7 separate regions of the Mus musculus genome follow, and regions 1, 2, 4, 5, 6 and 7 are each linked to region 3. The links are chromatin contacts, called in public HiCAR-type and promoter capture Hi-C maps. All regions are on one chromosome and are shown on one strand. The core of a region is the stretch at or near the end of the contact, and the rest is flanking DNA. Distances in the headings are between cores, read along the strand shown.

The links. Promoter capture Hi-C pulls out the DNA fragments that hold promoters and counts their contacts. HiCAR-type assays count read pairs that join an accessible place to other places.
Region 1: a promoter capture Hi-C map of stem cell-derived epiblast-like cells shows a contact between it and region 3, with 10 times the contacts expected there. The contact joins the promoter of Sap30l here to the promoter of Sparc in region 3. A contact is called at or near these places in 4 of 39 promoter capture datasets (hippocampal neurons, liver and stem cell-derived epiblast-like cells), 5 of 115 datasets of contacts at active chromatin or transcription factors (embryonic forebrain, embryonic stem cells and forebrain) and 1 of 9 other capture datasets (embryonic stem cells).
Region 2: a contact with region 3 is called in a promoter capture Hi-C map of stem cell-derived epiblast-like cells, with 8 times the contacts expected there. The contact joins the promoter of Mrpl22 here to the promoter of Sparc in region 3. A contact is called at or near these places in 8 of 39 promoter capture datasets (3T3-L1-derived adipocytes, the SN4741 cell line, cranial neural crest and 4 more) and 1 of 484 Hi-C or Micro-C datasets (embryonic stem cells).
Region 4: a contact with region 3 is called in a promoter capture Hi-C map of liver, with 14 times the contacts expected there. The contact joins the promoter of Fam114a2 here to the promoter of Sparc in region 3. A contact is called at or near these places in 5 of 39 promoter capture datasets (the 3T3-L1 cell line, cranial neural crest, hippocampal neurons and 1 more) and 2 of 115 datasets of contacts at active chromatin or transcription factors (embryonic stem cells and extraembryonic endoderm stem cells).
Region 5: a contact with region 3 is called in a promoter capture Hi-C map of stem cell-derived epiblast-like cells, with 6 times the contacts expected there. The contact joins the promoter of Hand1 here to the promoter of Sparc in region 3. A contact is called at or near these places in 9 of 39 promoter capture datasets (the 3T3-L1 cell line, embryonic stem cells, hippocampal neurons and 3 more), 3 of 115 datasets of contacts at active chromatin or transcription factors (embryonic forebrain, embryonic stem cells and epiblast stem cells) and 1 of 9 other capture datasets (embryonic stem cells).
Region 6: a promoter capture Hi-C map of embryonic stem cells shows a contact between it and region 3, with 5 times the contacts expected there. The contact joins the promoter of Larp1 here to the promoter of Sparc in region 3. A contact is called at or near these places in 3 of 39 promoter capture datasets (the 3T3-L1 cell line, cranial neural crest and embryonic stem cells) and 3 of 115 datasets of contacts at active chromatin or transcription factors (astrocytes, embryonic stem cells and extraembryonic endoderm stem cells).
Region 7: a contact with region 3 is called in a HiCAR-type map of astrocytes, with 9 times the contacts expected there. The contact joins the promoter of Cnot8 here to the promoter of Sparc in region 3. A contact is called at or near these places in 2 of 39 promoter capture datasets (the 3T3-L1 cell line and embryonic stem cells), 1 of 484 Hi-C or Micro-C datasets (uterus) and 2 of 115 datasets of contacts at active chromatin or transcription factors (astrocytes and extraembryonic endoderm stem cells).

Annotation. Positions count from the first base shown.
Region 1 is chr11:57,800,327-57,803,026 of GRCm38.p6, reverse strand. It overlaps Sap30l (SAP30-like), which reads right to left and starts at 1,390. Exons shown (of 4, transcript NM_001081168.1): 1 at 738-1,390. The coding sequence starts at 935. 2010001A14Rik (RIKEN cDNA 2010001A14 gene) reads left to right here and starts at 1,560. Exons shown (of 4, transcript NR_131042.1): 1 at 1,560-1,793.
Region 2 is chr11:58,170,187-58,172,923 of GRCm38.p6, reverse strand. It overlaps Mrpl22 (mitochondrial ribosomal protein L22), which reads right to left and starts at 1,260. Exons shown (of 7, transcript NM_175001.5): 1 at 1,211-1,260; 2 at 1,082-1,130. The coding sequence starts at 1,238.
Region 3 is chr11:55,418,770-55,421,469 of GRCm38.p6, reverse strand. Sparc (secreted acidic cysteine rich glycoprotein) reads left to right here and starts at 1,390. Exons shown (of 10, transcript NM_009242.5): 1 at 1,390-1,682.
Region 4 is chr11:57,517,196-57,519,895 of GRCm38.p6, reverse strand. It overlaps Fam114a2 (family with sequence similarity 114, member A2), which reads left to right and starts at 1,252. Exons shown (of 14, transcript NM_026342.3): 1 at 1,252-1,323. It overlaps Mfap3 (microfibrillar-associated protein 3), which reads right to left and starts at 1,231. Exons shown (of 3, transcript NM_180599.1): 1 at 1,184-1,231.
Region 5 is chr11:57,830,847-57,833,546 of GRCm38.p6, reverse strand. It overlaps Hand1 (heart and neural crest derivatives expressed 1), which reads left to right and starts at 1,400. Exons shown (of 2, transcript NM_008213.2): 1 at 1,400-2,303. The coding sequence starts at 1,761. Gm32915 (a long non-coding RNA gene) reads right to left here and starts at 1,439. Exons shown (of 3, transcript XR_003949681.1): 1 at 46-1,439.
Region 6 is chr11:58,007,649-58,010,348 of GRCm38.p6, reverse strand. Larp1 (La ribonucleoprotein domain family, member 1) reads right to left here and starts at 1,285. Exons shown (of 19, transcript NM_028451.1): 1 at 802-1,285. The coding sequence starts at 1,156.
Region 7 is chr11:58,102,659-58,105,358 of GRCm38.p6, reverse strand. It overlaps Cnot8 (CCR4-NOT transcription complex, subunit 8), which reads right to left and starts at 1,389. Exons shown (of 7, transcript NM_026949.5): 1 at 1,151-1,389.

The DNA.
Region 1 (2,700 bases), core at 141-2,640, 2.4 Mb before region 3:
CTGCCACTCAGGGCTTGCAGCAACAGATGTCAAACTGAAAAGTTCTTAACCGGTTGGCAGTAGGCACATCTTGAGGACCAGAGTAGGTGAAATCACTCAGGAAGTTTCTTATAATTAGCCACAAGGCATAGGGCAATCTCATTCCATTTTAAATTTGCACCTCTCCACCTCCAACGGCATTACCAAAGATGCTAATCCCCGCAAGAAAGCTGATTCCCCGCCCCCTTCAATCACATCCACAGCAAATCATTTAAGACCCGGCCTTGGCCTTATTTCTGCCACATCTCAGAAAAACTCATTCGCTGCCAGCGAAGCGGGCTCTGTGTTGCGCTGCAGAGACCGGAGGCCGCGGCAGACAGGAAAGTCGCGGCCACCTTGCTAGTGTCTGAAAGAGCGACAAGGTCCCTGGAGGGAGGACGAAGTTGGAGAAGATCCTCCCGGTTCCCTTGTCACCTCTTTTGCCCAATTCTTGCAAAAGTAACCCACCTCTCTCTGCTCTGCTATTCGGCGCAACAGTGACAGCTGGAAACTGCTGTCGCTTTCCCAGGCAGGGAGAGTGTGCCAAGCCCTCCCTGGTTTCCCAGCCCACCCTCGGGGACGCGGGCAGCGTCGCGGAGCACCGAGCGGCCTCCAAGAACCTGAGTCCCCTGTTTTGCACAGACTGCGCGGCGAGGCCCACCGCGCGGAGCGTCCCCGGGGTCCCTTCCCGCGGCCCTGCGCTATGCCCCGAGACTCACGCTCTTGTCTATGTCCAGCTTGAGTTTCTTCTGCGAGATGCTTTTCTGCACCCTCTTGCTGAAGGAGGCGTTGCCCGCGGGCCGGACGCAGCGCTCGCCGTCCGCGATGAGGCAGCAGCTCTGGCCGTAGCCCGGGGCGGCGGCGGGGGCGGCAGGGGGCCCTTCGCGGCTGTCCTCCTCTGTGCTGAAGCCGTTCATCTCCCCGCCCCGGCCCGGCCCCTCCGGGGGAGGACCCCTGTAGGCCACTCCGCGGCTGCTAGCCCCGCGGGGCAGCTCTTCGCCAGCCCCGCGCCCGGGTCCCACGGTGCGCCCTGGGTCAGGCGCGCTCCGAGCTCCGCGAGGCCCGGCTGCTCTGTGCTCCTGCAGCCCGGGCCCCGGCGGGGATGCACACGCCGAGGCTCCGGCCGGGGCTCACGAGGCTTCCCCCGGGATCCGGGCCCGGCCGCCCTGGGGCTCCCGAGGCCCCCGCCGGCTCCCGCCTGCTCCGCGCCGCGCGGCAAAGTCTCCACCCCGTGGCTCCCCGCGCGGGGGCCCGGCCTCGAACCTGCCGTGTCCGGGCCCCGCGGTGTGCTCGGGCCGCCCCAGCGCCTGGCCGCTCGGCGGCGCCCCGAGTCCCCGCGGCAGCCCCTGGGCCGCCCCGGCCGCCGCCCGCCCGACGCGCCGCACCACAACAGTGCGCTCCCCCGCCCGCCGCGGCACAGCGGAAGTCCCGCCTCTGTGCGCTCAATGGTCGTATTCTTTATGTAGGCGGGGCCCACGTCGCCGCTGGCAGTTCCCATTGGGCGCCATCGCTGCCGGTCTCCGGTGCCAGGCTACTTCCTGGACTCTGCTGGGATGGGTTCAAAGTAGAGAAAGTGCAAGAGGGAAGAGTTACCCGGGCTAGAGAGGACAGCGGGCCGCAGGTTTAGTCCTGGTTGTGGAGTGGGATGCTGAGATGGGTCTGGAGGGATGCAGGATGTTCTAGGCCGTTAGGATGGTAAATAGGGACCTCGCTCCGCGAGGGATGCTGAACGGGGTCTGGAAGAATGCAAGATGTCCTGGTCCGGGCCAGGAATGGTGAGCGAGGTCCTCTGGCTCTGGGGCGAGATGCTGTGTTAGGTCAGGAGGGACGCGGGGCCTCCACCTCAGGGAGTGGTGCTGAGCGGGATATGGAGGGTCGCAGGGTCTCCATTCCGGGATGGGATGTTGAGCAGGTTCCCAATCCCAGCGCGGGATCCTGAGCAGAGGTCCGGCTCCATAGTGGGGTTGTGAGCAAGCCGGTTATGGAACGAAATGCTAAGCCGGATCTGACAGGCCGCAAGGTCTCCTATGTTGAGTGGGGTCTGCGGGAAGCAGGGACAGACTTGCAGCAGAGATCACGTTCGCAGTGGACTGAAGCATCGACGTGCGGAGGAAAACTGAGGGACAAGGGAAGGGTATGGGAAGGAGACCTTAGGGAGAAAGTGCTGCCAGGAGAACAGACTGGGCAAAACGGAAAAGCCTGGGCTGGAGGATCTACGCGGCAGCGGGAGACAGGGTGCATGGTGTGGGACATGAAGCTAACGAGGAAGTGCATATGCGCGTAAAGAGGCACTGAGAGACAGGAGAGGTCGGACAGGTGAACTAGAAATCTTTGAGTACAGCGGGCACCAAGGAAGAAGGGACTTAAGGAGGAGAGCCCAGCGTCAGAGCAACCCTGGCCTGGGTTGATCTTCAGGGTGGACTTTGTGGGCTGAGGCAAAGGTGAAAAGCCCTTAGGCCACCAACGGAGGACTCACCTTCAGACTTGTTAGAGACTGATTTGTAGTTTTATTGCTTCAAGCTAACTCAGACCAACCCGGGAGGAGGCCACCGCACCCTGCCAAGACCAGGGTGTCACCTCGTCCTTGATGCAAGGACACAGGGAATTTTCTGAGGGTCGGGTCCTACAGTCAGTAGTGTTGTGGGGGAGAGGTATGGTTATGGGATGGGTGTCCGGAAAGCT
Region 2 (2,737 bases), core at 11-2,510, 2.8 Mb before region 3:
ATCCAGATACACCTGCAATCTCTAGGCCTTCAAACTTTCTTCTCCAGTTTGAATCACTGGTGTTTACATTTTACATAGTTAAAGCCAGCGGCACACTGTCACTTCACTGGGCCTTGGTTTTCATGTATGTAAGAAAGAGGAAAGAGGCAATGTCTCTAAGGCCTCTAACATCATTTTATATCATCACTCACAGCAGGGTGACAGAACCATAAGCTGCTCAACTCTGACTTCAATCTTTCAAAGAAGCCATTAGGATAAACTATTAAACAAGATTTTGTGAGCGTGAGGTACCTACTGTCTGCCATCCCTTAGAAACTGCCTTGCATTTCTCAAAACCTCAATACAGATTTGGCAATCAATATGGTGTCTGGTAAATTAAGTATGCCATGAATTAACAGTGACAAAGTTTCATGAATACTTACAGGTTTTATGAATACTCAGGACTGAAATGGGTTTTAAACGGAATCAAACAACTATAATTATATTATGTCAAAATATTGCTCCAAAGAAGCAATTCATTTGCAAGTACTATATATGTAATCGAAACTTCGGATGTACCCTACGGATCCATGCCAGTGCTAACTCAACTGCATAGGGACGCTTGTGTCCTAGCAGGACAGTGCATGGCCTAGGATCCCAGCCTCTGACTGGTAAGCAGAAGCCAGACTGACTTATGGCGAGACTCAAACAAACAAACAAAAGGCTTTCTCGAGAGGCTCCAGAATGTTCTGCAGAGCAAAAGGCTCAAACTCCAGTTGCTGAGAAACAACAGCGAACGAATGTACAATGTCAGGCAAGCCTCGAGTCTCCAAACAGTCCTTGCCCACGGCAAGTGAATAAAGAAATAACCAGGAATGTTTGTTGGTATAGCACACAAAGTCGAAGATTCGAATCGTGCCTACGGAATAGGGAGAGGCTGGTCAGAAAACACCGAGAGGAGCCCCCGGAGGCAACAGTCTCTATGGGGTTCTGGGTCGGGCCGCCCTCCACCTGAGGCCGAAAGTACTGCCTGGCACACAAGTGCACTGTGATCGATGCAGATCAGGCGCAGCCTGCAAGATCTTCGTGGCAGGACTCTTACCGCAGCGTCTGCGTTGCCCAGATCCTCAGGTTAGGTACCCTCAGTGCACCTGCAACGTGAATACGAGCTGTCAACTTCGATTCTCTTTATCTCCTCCTTCCCAAATTCTAAGAAAGACTCAAGCCTTACCCAACTCTCGCAGTAGTGCGGCCGCCATGCTGAGCCCTACGGAAGCCTCCGGGATCAAACGCCGGCTGACTATACGCATGCGCAGTCCGAGGCCGGCTTCCGGGACCGGAAAAGTCAGAGTGCGTTGTCATGGAGACCAGGAATGCGTCGTCCTTGTGAAAAGTCTGGTCAGAGCAGTCTTTCTTTGGAGTGAATGACCTCATAAAGACTGAAAATCAGAAAAACTGTGACCTCACCTCATAACAGCCTGAAAAGGGCAGGAGAACCTTTTAATCCTAAATATTTAAGGCCAAAGATACAAGAAAGACCACTGATCCAAATCATAATGGCCAAGTTAATTAAAGCAAGCAATTAATTAAAGCAAGCTTTTTTTATTTGCATACAGGAACTGCTTCCCCCTAAAGCAACGTTTGAGAAGGCAGCATCGGATATGAGGAAGACAAGGTTTCTATAGCTCAGGGGTTGGGTGTTTCCAAATGGATTTGCTAGGTGGAGGTTACAGGAGCAGAACTAGAACAGGAGCTGACTAATAAGTTAGTCCCATAAACAGAAACAGACTAGCAAATTGGTCATAACCACCTCCTGAAAGAAAGTTATGATCACAAGGTGGTCCTAAGAAGGTAGTCATAAAAACCTTTTTTTTTTTTTTTTTTTTTTGGTTTTTTGAGACAGGGTTTCTCTGTATAGCCCTGGCTGTCCTGGAACTCATTCTGTAGACCAGGCTAGCCTTGAACTCAGAAATCCGCCTGCCTCTGCCTCCCGAGTGCTGGGATTAAAGGTGTGGGCCACCATGACCGGCCATAAAAACCTTTTGAAACAAAGGTAGGATTAACAAGATGGTTTTGAAACAAAGACACAGTTGCCATTTTCTGGAACCCACAGAACCATGTATAGTTAAGATTACAGGTGTGGCATAGCCCAATCAGTGAGAAATGGAGGTTTAATCATAAACAGGAATGAATCTAGTTTGCCTCTACTATAAGATACCTTTTGGGCTGGTGAGATGGCTCAGTGGGTAAGAGCACCCGACTGCTCTTCTGAAGGTTCGAAGTTCAAATCCCAGCAACCACATGGTGGCTTACAACCACCCATGATGAGATCTGACTCCCTCTTCTGGTGTGTCTGAAGACAGCTACAGTGTACTTACATATAATAAATAAATAAATCTTTAAAAAAAAAAAAGATACCTTTTAAGCCTAAAATGGAGGCAGGCTGGTTCATCAAACTCTGTCTTCAGTGGGCCTCAGGGTTCTTGTTAAAAATGACTGTAACATCAGCATGTGGGAGACTGGTGTTAAAGAACCACCATGTTACACAAGCCGGGCTCTGTCTCAGAGAAAAGGAGCCTGGCGTAGCACCACATGATGTAATCCCAGCGTATGAGAGGCTGAAGCAGGAAGATCTCCACCAGTTTGTCGCCCTGGGCTGCAAATTCCAGGCCAATCAGAACTACACAGTGAGACTCTATCTCAAAGGAAAAGAAGAAAGAGGAAGGAAAGATCACTCTAACACAAATTTGTGAACATT
Region 3 (2,700 bases), core at 141-2,640:
TGGCTGGAGAGCAGGAGGAGTGTGGTAGATGAGGGCGTGGCAGGGAAGGCAGGGATCCTGGTGTGTATAAGCTTATCTCTAGACTGTTCTTTTACCTTCTCCAGTCCCCTGTTATCCAAACTCAATGGCTGCTTCGATATCTACGCTTTCAGGAAGTTTCTGCTGATCTGACCCCCTGGGAGAAGCCTTGGGGTCTGCATCACTGAGGAAGTGGTTCTGCACATGAGGTGCATCCCTTTAGCCACACCCCAAACTCCTGCCACCACGTCTATTCTGGTACCTCCCCAGGTAGGCAGGCCCAAAATGTTCAGTCAAGAGCTGCTGCATAGATGAGGAGTGTCCATGTTCCCCAAAGAAGAGTGGGGCTGAAATGTAGACTCAGCGTTCTCAGACCACTTTTGGTCAGGTGTTACTGGGTAAGCTGTTTGCCCTGCGTGAGCCTGTGCCCCTGTTATTAAAATGGCCTCTTGGGACCGGAGAGATGGCTCAGCGGGTAAGAGCACTGACTGCTCTTCCAGAGGTCCTGAGTTCAATTCCCAGCGACCACATGGTGGCACACAACCATCTGTAATGGGGTCCGATGTCCTCTTCTGGTGTGTCTGTCTGGGCTGCAAATGCAGCTTCATTGGTAGCATGCTTGCTTAACAATCATTAACACCCCCCCCTGCCCCCCCCCCGGCCCCGAGGTCAATCCTCAGCACTAAATAAAATAGTCATGGTAGGTAGCACACACATGTAATCCTAGCACCCTGGAAGTAGATAGAAGTAGGAAGATCAATAGTTCAAGGTCATCCTCAGCTACATAGTGAGTGGTCAGCCCAGGCTACGTGCGACCTCTTCCAAAACCAAACAACACCTAAATGAAAGGCCTGTGGCTTCCCCACCAACCCTGCTATTGCTTCTGATCTGACTATCAGTATTATTGCTCTGAGTTTGTCAGGTACTGACAGCGCAAGTCTTCCAGCTTAGTTCTAATCCTTCACGTACCCGTGGTTGGTGCCACTAGACCTAGAGGGGACTTCGCCTCGTTATCAAGGATGATGCCACCAGTATCACCAGTGGCAGCTTGTTTTGTTGGCACTGAGAAAACTGGGTACTTTTGCTCCCCCACTGCCATGCCAGCGTGCACTCTCTGCCTTGCTGTACATTGCTAAGCCCAAGAGAGTGCTCAGGCAAGTTCACTCGCTGGCTGTGTGTAAAGTAGGACAAGGGGCTTAGCCGTGCCTCTGTGACTCTCTCTCTCTCTCTCTTCTCTCGGTTAATGTCTAGGACTCTTCAGTCAGCAGCCTCGGCTCTGAACAAGGCCTGGCCTGTTCTAGGTGATTCCAGCAGCTGTTCCAGCCCTGACCCTCATGTCTGTTTAGGCAGGAGCCCCAGAACAGATGAGACAGGTGGGGCCAGGGTGTCTGGGTAGCACACAGCCTACCACAAGGCAAGGAAGGGAGAAAGAAAAGACAGCTTTGGTTCTGGGGAGAAGGGGGAGGCAGGCCAGGGGAAGGAGGAGACAGAGGAGGAGGAGGGCCTTTGAGTGGAGGCGGAGGGTGAGACAGACCCTGCCCAGAGCTCCAAGAGGCTTCCTGCTGCTCGCCTCTAAACCCCTCCACATTCCTGCAGCCCTTCAGACCGCCAGAACTCTTCTGCCGCCTGCCTGCCTGCCTGCCTGCCTGCCTGCCTGTGCCGAGGTATGCACCTCCCTGTCAGCCCCTGCCCTTCTGTAAGCTTCATCATCTCCTCTCTGCCCCATCCCCATGACCAGTCTCAGGGGGAGGTGAGCTGGAAACCTGTTGCTCACTCACAGGGGAACTTGTTGTCTCTGTAGCACTGCAGAAAATAGCCATGGTTTGCGGGGACCGCTTTCTCTGTGTTCTCTGGTGGCAGAGGCTACTGGTCTGTCCTCTGTCACCCTCGGAGGCAGCTGCCTCCTTTTCTGAGAATCCGATCCTCATTTGCCCATCATGACTGCCAACCCAGAGAAAATCTGGCTGGCAGCCTGTTGGGTCTGGCTTCCTATTCTGGGAGAACAGACATCCAGTTCTGGGTCAGAGCACTGTTGTCCAAATGGGACTTTGCAAGAAGGATAAACAGATCTGTAAACAGCCAAGGCAAGACATTCCCTTTAGTCAGTTCCTCTGGGAAGGCTCTGGTCCCTTCAATCTCTGTCCACCCCCACCCCATCACCCCGTGGCATTTCAGTCAGTCTGAAATGCCATTGTCTCTCCCAGCCTGGGGTTGCCATTGTTCCCAGCCTAATTCTGAGAGGTGGTCATCACTGGCATTAACATTGCTTCTACCGTATCTAGACATCTGAGAAAGCCAACAATTTGATACAATCCAGAGACGACAGGGAGGAGGGTGTGATGGGGAGGAGGGAGACAGAGAGATATAGCTCCAGGACACTTTTCTTGCTACTACTGAATCTATCCAAGACTCAGCCTGTTGAAAGCTTGTCTGCTCCAAGCTGTTCTGTAAACTTCCTGTGACTCCTAGAATGGCTGGAAATAAGCCTCACCTAAGGGGGACAAACAGGTATCAGGCATCTGCCTCAGGGACAGACAGCACACCTGCAGGGAGGGAGTGTCTCCACTGACAACTCTTTTAAGTTTCTAGAACCTTCCTAGTGTAGGGAGTGGAGTGAGATGCGGACCCTACATGAGGTAACAAGCTTTAGGCAATTTGTGGGCGATCTCACATAGCCATCTC
Region 4 (2,700 bases), core at 3-2,502, 2.1 Mb before region 3:
TCTAAGACCAAAATTTTTCAGAATTGTCACTATAATACTAATGGCAACATGTAAAAGACAAGACAGTTACTAGTGGCCCAAGATACATTCCTATACATTTTTCCTTTACAAAAGAAAACCAGAAGAAATCTTTTTTCTGGTTTATTTGTTGGACCAGACGTTTTTGTTTGTGACAGGATGTGGTTACTTAGCTCTGGCTGGCCTAGAGTTCACAATGTAGCCAAGGCTAGCCTTGAACTTGCAAATCTTCAAAGGAACAGGCATTTAGTAAGGTCGTAGAGAATATCAGCATACGGAAATGTAAAGAATTACTATTGAAAGTAAAGTCAAACATTTGAAGGGTTTTAGGAAGTGGCAGTTACATCTGAACACTGATGTAAGGGATTGAACAGAGGAGGGGAATCTGTTCCTTTTTTTTTTTTTTTTTTTTTTTTTTTTTTTTTGTGCTCAGGATCAAACCCAGGGTCTTGCACATGACAGGCAAACGCACTCCCACTTAGCTATACACCAACACAACACAACAGCGAGACACTCGAAAGCAAGTCTTTAGGGTTTCAGGTGCCCCCCCCACCCCATATTTTAACACAATTTTGCTTAATGTCTTCTTGGATAAACTGCCCAGGGACAAATGAAGCGATGCACTGCACATCTAAAATTACAAATCAAAAGCATATCACTCTCCTGCTTAGAAACTATCAATTACTTCCCATCGAGTTCCAAATTTTAAGTCAAACGCCTGGTCACCGACCTCACAAAGACCCAGTGCCCAAGTTCTCCGCCCCCCCCCCCCCCCCCCGTCTCCCTTTACTATTTATTCAAAACCTCTACTCCTCCTCCCTACAGGCAGGCTTCCCCCTTCTCACTTCCTCACTCAGTTCCGTTCCATCACCGCATTTAAACTTGGACGAAAGCACTTAACTACCCCCTCAGATTCCGTTGTTTTGATGGTGGTGGTCTCCCTTCCTCACCACCTTTGCAGTGAGCTGAGAGCAGGGCCCGCCCTGAATTCCCAGTTTGTGTCCCGGATCGTCGCTGGCCCTCGAGTATTCTGGAAATACCTCATGGCGGAACCCCGACACCCACACCCAGCCTTCACGGAGGGCGGACATCCTGGCATCCCCCGTGTCCAGCTTCAAGCATCCTTTACCTCTCAGGAAGCCACCGGAGCAGCGGATTCACTCACCTCTCTGCAGTCAGCGCCTTCCGCCCTAGAGGATGCTTGACCCGGAAGTACTCCTCGACGGCGACCCCGCCTCCGCGCTGAGGTCAGGAGTACTTCCGCGACGGTCGGGTCGGATCGGCGAGCGAGCGGCGGTGGCCGCGGTGAGGGGCGGTGTCGGGGTTGTGGGGCTTCCGGGTGAGGGCGGCGAAGGCTGGGGGGTCTCGGGGTCACGGGTTGAGGGGCTGCAACGCTTCCAGCCATGTTTGGTGGGCTTGCCGGCCGAAGGGCTGGAGAGCTTGTTTACCTGAGGCCTGGGGGTGGGACCTGCGTGCGGACGTGCGGAGACGAGAGACCCGCCACGTTAGCTGGGGAGTCGCCGCAGCCTGCAGCTGGGGCTCCCTGTCGCACGGACCGGCGGCAGCGCTGACCCCAGGCTCGGCTTCCAGCTAGTCAGCCACGCCAGCCACGCCGCCTCCGGGTAAAGGCGATGGTCACGCGTGTGCTCTGGGCATATTTGTGTCTCGACTGTGAGGCGCCTTGTTTGACTTCTCCAGTCACCTGGATTGTTCTCCTCCAATCAGGAAAAACCATACCCGGAAAACATTAAATAGTACAATTCCGTATGTCTGGTATGTGTTTAATCTTACTTATAGGAACGGTGGAGAGGGACATCACCACTCACGAATCTTGTCTCCTGACTCAGCCTAAACTCTTGGCACGTCCTCGATGCTTATTAAAATCTCTATTGTGCAAGTGAAATAATAGGGACAGCTGGAGTTTACTAATCGGAATGTTCTAGTTTCATAAAATTTAAATGAACGTATGCAATATGTGCGTTCTATTTGCTTACATAGAGCAAATCGAGAGACTATATATTATATGTTGTAACTCGGAGAAAGAAGAAAAAGGTAGCTCTAAAACAGTGTCTATACAGCTGCAAGAACACCTTCTGAACTTTGGGCAAGCATGTCGGTGTCTTTTTGTTAGATCAGCCTTTGGACTGACAGGGGCAGAAATTGCCTTACATATCTTCTCTGTCTCCAGAACTGGGTCCATATGCAAAAGGTTCTTGCCATGAATAAGTTAAACGAGTTATTTTTCTATTTTTCTGAGTTAGTTTGCATGGCAATTGGTACTTGTGTATGGAATTTTTTTTTTCTATGAGTTTTTGGGACAGTTTAATATATGCATATCGTGTACCCATAGAGTCTAGGCAACACCTTTTTTTTTTTTTTTTTTCACGTGGAAGAGGTTTTATTGGGAGGGAGAGACAAGATGGCAGCAGAAAAAGAAGAGGAGAGGAGGGAGAACACTAGGCAGCATATTCTTGGTCTACCTTTCTAGCCTGTCACCCTTGCTTCTTCCCTAATAGAGACATGACTCTAGGGGATTATATCATGGCTCCCTGACCTTTCTTCTGTGCTGTCTCCATACCCTTTGTTTGTTTACCTTCCTGTTGCTGTGATAAGATACCCAGACAGAAACAAGGAAGGCGATCTTATTCTGAGTCACAGTTCGCTTGTCCAGTGGCAGGAAGG
Region 5 (2,700 bases), core at 151-2,650, 2.4 Mb before region 3:
TCATCTGTTGAGCCCACGACCTACTCCACATTCGTTTTCACTTACCCACTTGCTACTGGGCCTCACATCCCGTCTGCGCACGGTGGCCTCTCTCCCACTGTCCCTGCCTGGTAATTGTCTTACACAAGCTGGGCCTCAGCGAGCAACTTTCGAGTGGCTGGATCAGAAGCGAATTAAAAAGAATTTGACATCATCTCATTTCCCCCCTTAACTGACATTTGATAGGCACAAGCCCACCTAGGGAAGGAGCGAGACCAGAAATGTTGGTGAGGATGGAGGGGGTCCTAGGGACAGGGACCTTAATGAAAAGATGAAGAAGACCCAGAGTTTCAAGCTTAAAAGCCTGGTCTCCCACGTTCTTATCAACTCTTGGAAAGCCATCTCTTTGTGGAATCCCACCTTGGAGAATCTAGGCTGATGGGGAGCAACACAAGGTTGCACAGATATTCCCTGCCTCAGCAGAGTGAGTGTGAAGCGCCTAGGCTGTTTCTCCGTGGATATCAGGGGTGGGGGTGGGCTGGTTTCTTCCAGTGTGAGCCTCAGTGGAAGTATCTTTATAGGATCAAAGATTTTCATGCAGGTGGCGAGCCAGATGGAGTGAGCAGCCCAGCAGTCGCCGGCTCCTTAGCCCTACGTGCGAATCTTCCGAAGACACCGGGGAGTCCTGCCACAGAGATGCCTTGGGGCCAAGGCGCCGCCAGGCTGCCTCGCCACCAGCTCAGCCTGCCGGCGTTTACACCGAACCAGGCGCCTGAGAGGCTAGAGGAGCAGAGATCAGCCACCGTCTCCACCCCCAACCCCCAAGCCCGGAACAAACTGGTCAGTGCCCAAGAGCTGGAAGCCCCGCTCCCTTTCCCTCCCACTTCCACCTCGGCCTCTGAAGGCTCTTCTGGAAGTCCGCAGCTGGGCGAGAACTGGATCTCAGGAGACCACCTTGTTGGGCAGCAGCTCCAGGTCCTGCCTGAAGCAGGGGACCTAAAGGTGGGGCTATAGGTGTTAGGGCCTAGCCTACTTCCCTGCTGGGCCCAATGGCCTTCAGGCTCCCACGATGAGCAGTTCGGGTTCAGGAATGCTGCATATCCTATTCTGAATTTCAGGCCTAAAAACAACAATTTGTTCTGGTCCTCAGTTTCCCTATCTGTGAAATCAAGTGTGTGTGTGTGTGTGTGTGTGTGTGTGTGTGTGTGTGTGTGTGTGTGTGTGTGTGTTGATGAGGCTCTGTCTGTTTTCAAGGGATAATTCTAGAATCCTTTCCTTGGATCCATGAAGAAAGGGTGGTAGGTTCAGTACAGGGAGTGAGCAGGCCTGGCCTCAAGTTCGTAGCCCCCGCCCTTCCAGGAGGGGAACTGGGAGAGGGGAGGGACATAGGCGGGGCGGGTTTTCAGTCCCTGTGGTCAGCTTAGAATTGTGTGGCGCTTGCTGAGCATAAAACTTGGGACCGCCACCCCCTTCCCTCCTCCTGCCATTGGCTCCGGCTAGAGGTTGACATCAAAGCCGAGGCCTTATATAAGCAGGATCCTGGTGGCAAGTCCGCAGAAGGGTTAAACCCGGTCTTTGGACGTCTGAACCCTTCTCCCTCGTTGCCTACAGAAACCTTCAAGAGGTCGGCAGGTCCTTCGTGTCATCTCCAGCCTTGCTCGCTCAGGACTCTCCAAACCCCAGCCAGTTCGCTGCCTCTGGAGCCCACGGTGACCCCCTTCTGTGGGGCGCATGGGGCGGTGCTAATTGGGCTGACAGCACAGGCCAGGAGCCTCTCCAACATGAACCTCGTGGGCAGCTACGCACATCATCACCATCATCACCACTCACACCCGCCGCACCCCATGCTCCACGAACCCTTCCTGTTTGGCCCGGCCTCGCGTTGCCACCAGGAGCGGCCTTACTTCCAGAGCTGGCTGCTGAGCCCGGCTGATGCTGCCCCAGATTTCCCTGCCGGCGGGCCACCACCTACCACCGCAGTAGCAGCGGCTGCCTATGGTCCCGATGCCAGGCCGAGTCAGAGCCCAGGTCGGCTGGAGGCTCTTGGAAGCCGCCTGCCCAAACGAAAAGGCTCAGGACCCAAGAAGGAGAGGAGACGCACAGAGAGCATTAACAGCGCGTTCGCGGAGCTGCGTGAGTGCATCCCCAATGTGCCCGCCGACACCAAGCTCTCCAAGATCAAGACTCTGCGCCTGGCTACCAGTTACATCGCCTACTTGATGGACGTGCTGGCCAAGGATGCACAAGCAGGTGACCCCGAGGCCTTCAAGGCTGAACTCAAAAAGACGGATGGTGGTCGCGAAAGCAAGCGGAAAAGGGAGTTGGTGAGTCCCGGGGCTTATAAGTTCCAGCTAAGGGTGCGGGCTGGGGTAAGTAAGAACAGGCCTGCAAACACTGAGCTGTGTTCTGGGTGGGACTCTGAAAGACTAGGGAGAGTTCTGAGGTCGACACAGTCTGCCATTGTGTGCACAGTCATTGCTGAGTGAACATAGAATTTTGCTTTTTAAAAGTGATCGTAGGGCCTTACAAGATGAATTGAAAACCTTGGGCTTCCAAGAAGGGGCTATATTCTATATTATAGTTTGTTTTAAATCTGAAGGTGTTTTGAGTCTTCCCTGGGCCCTTCTGGAAGCCAGGTTGAGAATGAAAGTAGGAAATGACTTAAATACTGCACTGACGTGTGATGTTCTCCCAAAACAGTTTTTAAAGCAACAAAACAAA
Region 6 (2,700 bases), core at 36-2,535, 2.6 Mb before region 3:
GAAATCGAAAGGGCAACCAACGTGCTGGTTTCCCCCAGGGCTAGGCCTACACTTTCCAGCACTCTGGAACCTGAAAGCGGCTAGCTCCGACTTCCTCGGTGCCCAGCTTAGGTTAGGCAACCACACCTAAGCTCCATAGCAAGTTTTTGGTTTTGGTTTTTTTTTTTTTTTTCATTTTTTAAAGTTAAAAGTACCAGGACTCCGACGATCAAACTCAAGGGCCATGCTCACTATCAAACACCCAGGAGTACCCAAGCGGAGGCTGTGCCCGAGTGGTGCGCCACTAGATGCCCACGCCGATCGCGCCCGGCTAGGATTCCCGAGCCACCTCCCACCCGGACTCAGCGGGGGAGGGGAGCCCCGCGCGCAGCTCCGGCCGGCGAGCGCTGCGAACAGTCCTGGCACGGCGCATGGCGCCCAACTGTCACCCGCCCGCCCCGCACCGGCGCGGCCACTCCCTCGCCGCCACACACGCCCCTCGCGTCGCCGCGGGCCGCAACCGGCTCCCGGGCACGCAGGGGCCCGCGCTCCCCACGCTTCACCCGGCTCCCCGAAGCGCAAAGTTGCAAAGTTCAAAGCCAGGCCCAGCTCGGAGCCATGACACATGTTCTCTGAACACGCACTCTCGAGGCGCCGAGACGCATAGGGAGCACAGGGCACACGAGCGGCCCCGCCCGGCCCAGTCCGCCAAGCTAGGCCCGAGGCATGCCGTTGCCACCAACCGCTGCGGCCCCGGTAGCCCCGCTCCGAGGGAAACGCCCGCGTCACTGCGCGGGCCAGTGCCGCGCCGCGCAGACCCACCTGGAGGCGGCTGTCCGTTCACCGCGGCCGGCGGCGGCGCGTGCTTCGTCCACGGGTTCACCTTGGGCGGCGGTGCCTCCACGAAGTCACGCCGGCCGCCGTCCTCGCCGTCGCTCCCCGCTGGGGCTTCCGCAGCTGCGGGTGGCCGCGGGCTCTCGCGCTCCGCGCCGTCGCGGCCAGGCCTGGCGCAGGCGGGCCGCGGCCTGCGGACGCCGCCGTCGGGCTCTCCGCCGCCGTCACCCGGGCCCGACTCGGCCTGGGCGTCGGGCGCCGGCTTCTTCCTCGCCAGGCCGTGCTCCTCGGCCTGCAGCAGCGGGGCGCCCGCCGGCAGCAGCGGCTCCACTTGAGTGGCCATCTGCGCGGAGGGGCCGGGCGCGCCGCGGGCCCCGCTCGAGGCCGCTGGCGGGGCGCCGGAGCCCGGGCCGCGCGGACGCGGAGCGGCGCGGACGGGCTGACGCTGAGTGGCGCGCCGGGCAGAAGGCTCCGGCGCGCCTAGCCGGCCTGGCGGACCTCGGTCCGCCGCCTGCGTCCCCCCGCCCCCGGCCCGGGGCGGCTCGGGGGGCTGCAGTGGTGCGGACGGCCAGGGGGGGAGCGGCGCGGAGAGCCGAGCCAGACCACGCGATCCGCGGCGGGCGGCGGGCGGGCGCGCGCCTCGCGACGCGGCGCGCGAGGGGCGGGGACGGCGCGGCGACGGGCGCGCGCGCGCAGGGCGGAAGGTCCCGCCCCGGCCCCGCCCCCTGGAGACCATTCCTGTGGCGCGGCAAGTGGACGGGGGCGAGCACGTGCCTGATGCAACTTCGGAGGGCGGGGGTGGGGGAGGAGCCTTAAAGGGCCAGCGCCCCAGAACGGTCGCAGGTGGAGCACATGGGACCTGGCCACGCGGCCGGCCCGGCCTGCTAACGCTGGTGACAAGTGTTTCTCGGGGCTCCGCGTTGGGGTCTTTTACTATGTCAGCCCAGACTTGGCTAGTGATGCAGAGGGGTTCTTTGGCCGCCCCCTGTGCGTGGCTTCTGGCCCCACTCCGATGACCTTGGCCCAGCTGCAGCCTGGCCAGAGCACTGGTAATGGGTCCAAGGGAGTTCTTTCCCCACAGGGGCAGCGAGCGCCTCGGAAAGAGAACAGAATTCCCAGTAGTACCCACGCTATGCAGGCCCTCGAAACCCAGTGTTTTATAGGCAGGAAATGGCTTTTCTTTCAAGTCGCTTGTGTTTTTTCTATAGAATTGTTTAGGGTAGAGTTGAACTGACACTTAATTGAGGGACTCAGAAAGCTCTGAGATTTGTATCTTAACCCTGACCCCATTGCAGTTAGTTAGGGGTTATCAGCAGTAGTCAGGTCCACTTCCTGGGTCTCGATTTCTCTATTGTAAAATGAAGGAACCATTTATGCCAGGTGGTTTCAAATTTCTCTGTCATTTGGTTCAATAAATGTTTACTGACTTTATGCTCTGGGGGCCTGCAAAGTTCTTAGAAAGGTCTGCCAATAAACCAGGCTAACAAGCACCTGTCCTCCCGGAATTTACACTGTAAGGTGGGGGAAGGCACAGTAAACAGGAGAAACAAATACTTCATTACAGCGCAGTAGTCACTGTGCTGTAATGAAGTAGACAAGATTGGCTTTTTGTTTGTTTTGGGTTGTTTTTTCCGTTTGGTTTGTTTGGGTATTTTTTTGTTTTTCAAGCAGAGTTTTTGGTTGGTTGGTTGGTTGATTGGTTGGTTGGTTGGTTGGTTTGGTTTGGTTTGGTTTCTGTCTAGTTCTGGGCTCTGATTATCCTAGAACTCTCTCTTTCTGTAGACCAGGCAACCAGGCTTACTTCGGACACACAGAGACCCACCTGTCTCTGCCTCCCTAGTGCTGGGATTAGAGGGTTACAACATCATGAATTTAACTGAGATTGGC
Region 7 (2,700 bases), core at 140-2,639, 2.7 Mb before region 3:
TAATAACAATAACAATAATAATAGCTTAAAGAAGAATGGGGCTGGAGTGATGGCTTAGCAGTTGAGAGCACTTGCTGCTCTTCCAGAAGACCAGAGTTTGGTTTCCAGCACCCATGTGAATTGGCTCACAAATGCCTGTAACTCCAGCCCCTGAGAATGTTGACGCCTTTTCGGCCTATTTTTTCCACCAACACACTCGTGATATTAATTATAAATTCATACATTAATAAACATTAAACCCTAAAAAAATTATCCTTCAAAATTCTTCAGGAAGGTTCGGAGGTTGAGGCTGCGTTCTCCCTTAAAGATTTATTTTTATGAGTGTGAGGGGGAGAGGGTTGAGTGTATCAACAGCTGTGCGATCTCTCCCTTAAAGGAAAATTTTGATCCCATGCAATGTTTGCCTCACAGGCTGGCTTTAAAACTCGATCCCCAAACCAAGCTACATTTGAAACTACAAAGGGAAAGAAAGGGGTTCTCACACACACACACACACACACACACACACTGCCCTGTGTTCTCACACACACAGACACAAAAACACTGACACACACACACACACACCCTAGGCTGCCAAGCAATCTGTTGTGACCGCTCCTGATTATCCAAACTTGGGAGCAGGGTGTCTGTGCACCCAGGTGGGCTCTGAAGAGCGAGGAGTGCGAACGCACGAAACCACGCTCTCCCTGCTAGCCGTGCAGAACTCAGTTCCACTGAGTGTCTCCTGCTCGTCGTCGGCTTTTGTTTGCGCCAGAGCGTCTGGGAGACAATCAGCTTCACTTCCCTGTTCCAGAAGACTAAACAAAAGGCTTTAGCAGTGCAAGACGGGCGCAGGAGGAAGCAGCGGCCCGTTAGAAGAAATGGCAACAGGTCCCCTCTGGAGCGTTCCAGGCCACAGCCCTGGACTTAGACGGCACCCCATCCAGCTTGCTGGCTCCGCGACGGCGGCCCTGCCACGCAAAGCTGCAGCACCCCAAGAGCCAAGCAGAGCGGCCTCTTGCCTCCCCCACCATTCCTTAGGCCTCCAGGCTGGACTCCGGGGACCGAGAGCCCCGTAGCCTCTGTGCCTCAGTGTTCCCGTGTGTAGGATGGGTCGCCACGGAGGCACTTCCGCCTCCTGCTCCTACCGTAAGCAACCTAACCTGCTTACCCTGGCTGGCGGCCCCGCCGAGTGCGGGCGGCAGCGGCCCTTGACCCCGAGCTCTCCTCCCTCTTGCCCCGGATCCGCTCCAGAAACCCAGCTCGACAGGGAGACGTGAGTCCTGGCGCCCAGAGCGGCCGACGATGGGCACCAAACCAAGAGGTTGCACCACTCTACCCGTCCGCCCTCCCGACTCGCCTACTCTCCGCGTCACTCCAGGCGTGCGCGGTCCCGCCGGTCTCGGCTCCGTCCCCCCGTGCGCGCTCAGATACCTACGCCCCGCCTCCCTGCGCAGGCGCAGAGCGAGAAAGTTGGGTTTGGCGGAGGGCGCGTGCGTAAAACGAGGTTTGCCCTGAGGCCTCAAACGGCGTCTAGCAGTGTAAACTTGGTCCCCGCCTAGGTTCTGGAGTATCATGAGTCGCGCCTCGGGAAAGGACGGGATCTAGAACTGGCCCCACTTCCTAACATCAGAGCATATTACGACTGTTGGTTGTAGGTGATGATGCAGGGCACATGGGGTGTCCTGACCCTCGATTACTGCAACCTGAACCCCTCATTCACTGACCATCTATTCACAGAACCCCTTCTGGATGACCATTAGGTAGGGGTGGGAGAGCGCCACCAAACCGAGTCATGAATGAGGTCAGCTGAGCACTGCCTCCCAGAACCTGGACGGCCTAAGCAGCGCTGCTCCGGGGCCTGTGCTGTCCGCTGTGTCCCTGGTATCACTGTGGGTCAGTGCAGAGAGAGAGGGGCCAGTCAGGGAGAGTAGGGGGTTCGCTGGTAGCGAGGCCATGCTGGGATGTATCGCCACCTCGTGCTTTCCCACGGGGCAAGAAGACTAAGACCTCCGAAGAGCGCCTCCCCTCCCCTGGTGCTTCCTCTCCTAGGGGCCGTAGGTAAGCATACAGCAGGTGTCCCCCTTCTGACATCCCGTCTCCCAGTCACTTTGCCCTTTTCATTTTAAACTTTTATTCCAGAAGAAATCCCCAAAATAGGACTTACTGACTAAATGAGAGCTAGCCTTTCAAACTGTGAAATCGCACAGCCAGCTTCTGGGGTAACGATGTCAGGGACAGTTTCTGAAGCCCAGCCTTTGTTGTTTCTCTCCAGGATCTGTAAATAGAGACACAAGACTGTGATGAGGATGAAACCCTAGACCAAGCCACAACCGTCACCACAAAGAACCAGGCCTGGGCAGTCAGTAACTGTAGCTGCGGTGGATTCCCTGCAACAATGTTGATGGGACTAGCTGCAGGGCTGGCCTCTTTTGAGGTGTTCGGGTTGTCTAGGCTAGGTAGACACTGCCTTCCCTCAGTCTGTTCAGTGCATGTCCTTGCTCTGTTCTGTGATTCGATTCAGGAGAGGGTGGACCTAGCATGTGCTAGTCATGTGAGGAGCAGCCGTTGAGTCCTTCAGGAGAGGGTGGACCTAGCATGTGCTAGTCATGTGAGAAGCATGGAATTTGGGGGGAGGGGGGGTTCTTGCCACCAATAGGCCTGGTGTGCTCTGAAAGAGTTGAACAGGAAACACCTGGCTTCCCCCCCACACACACCCTT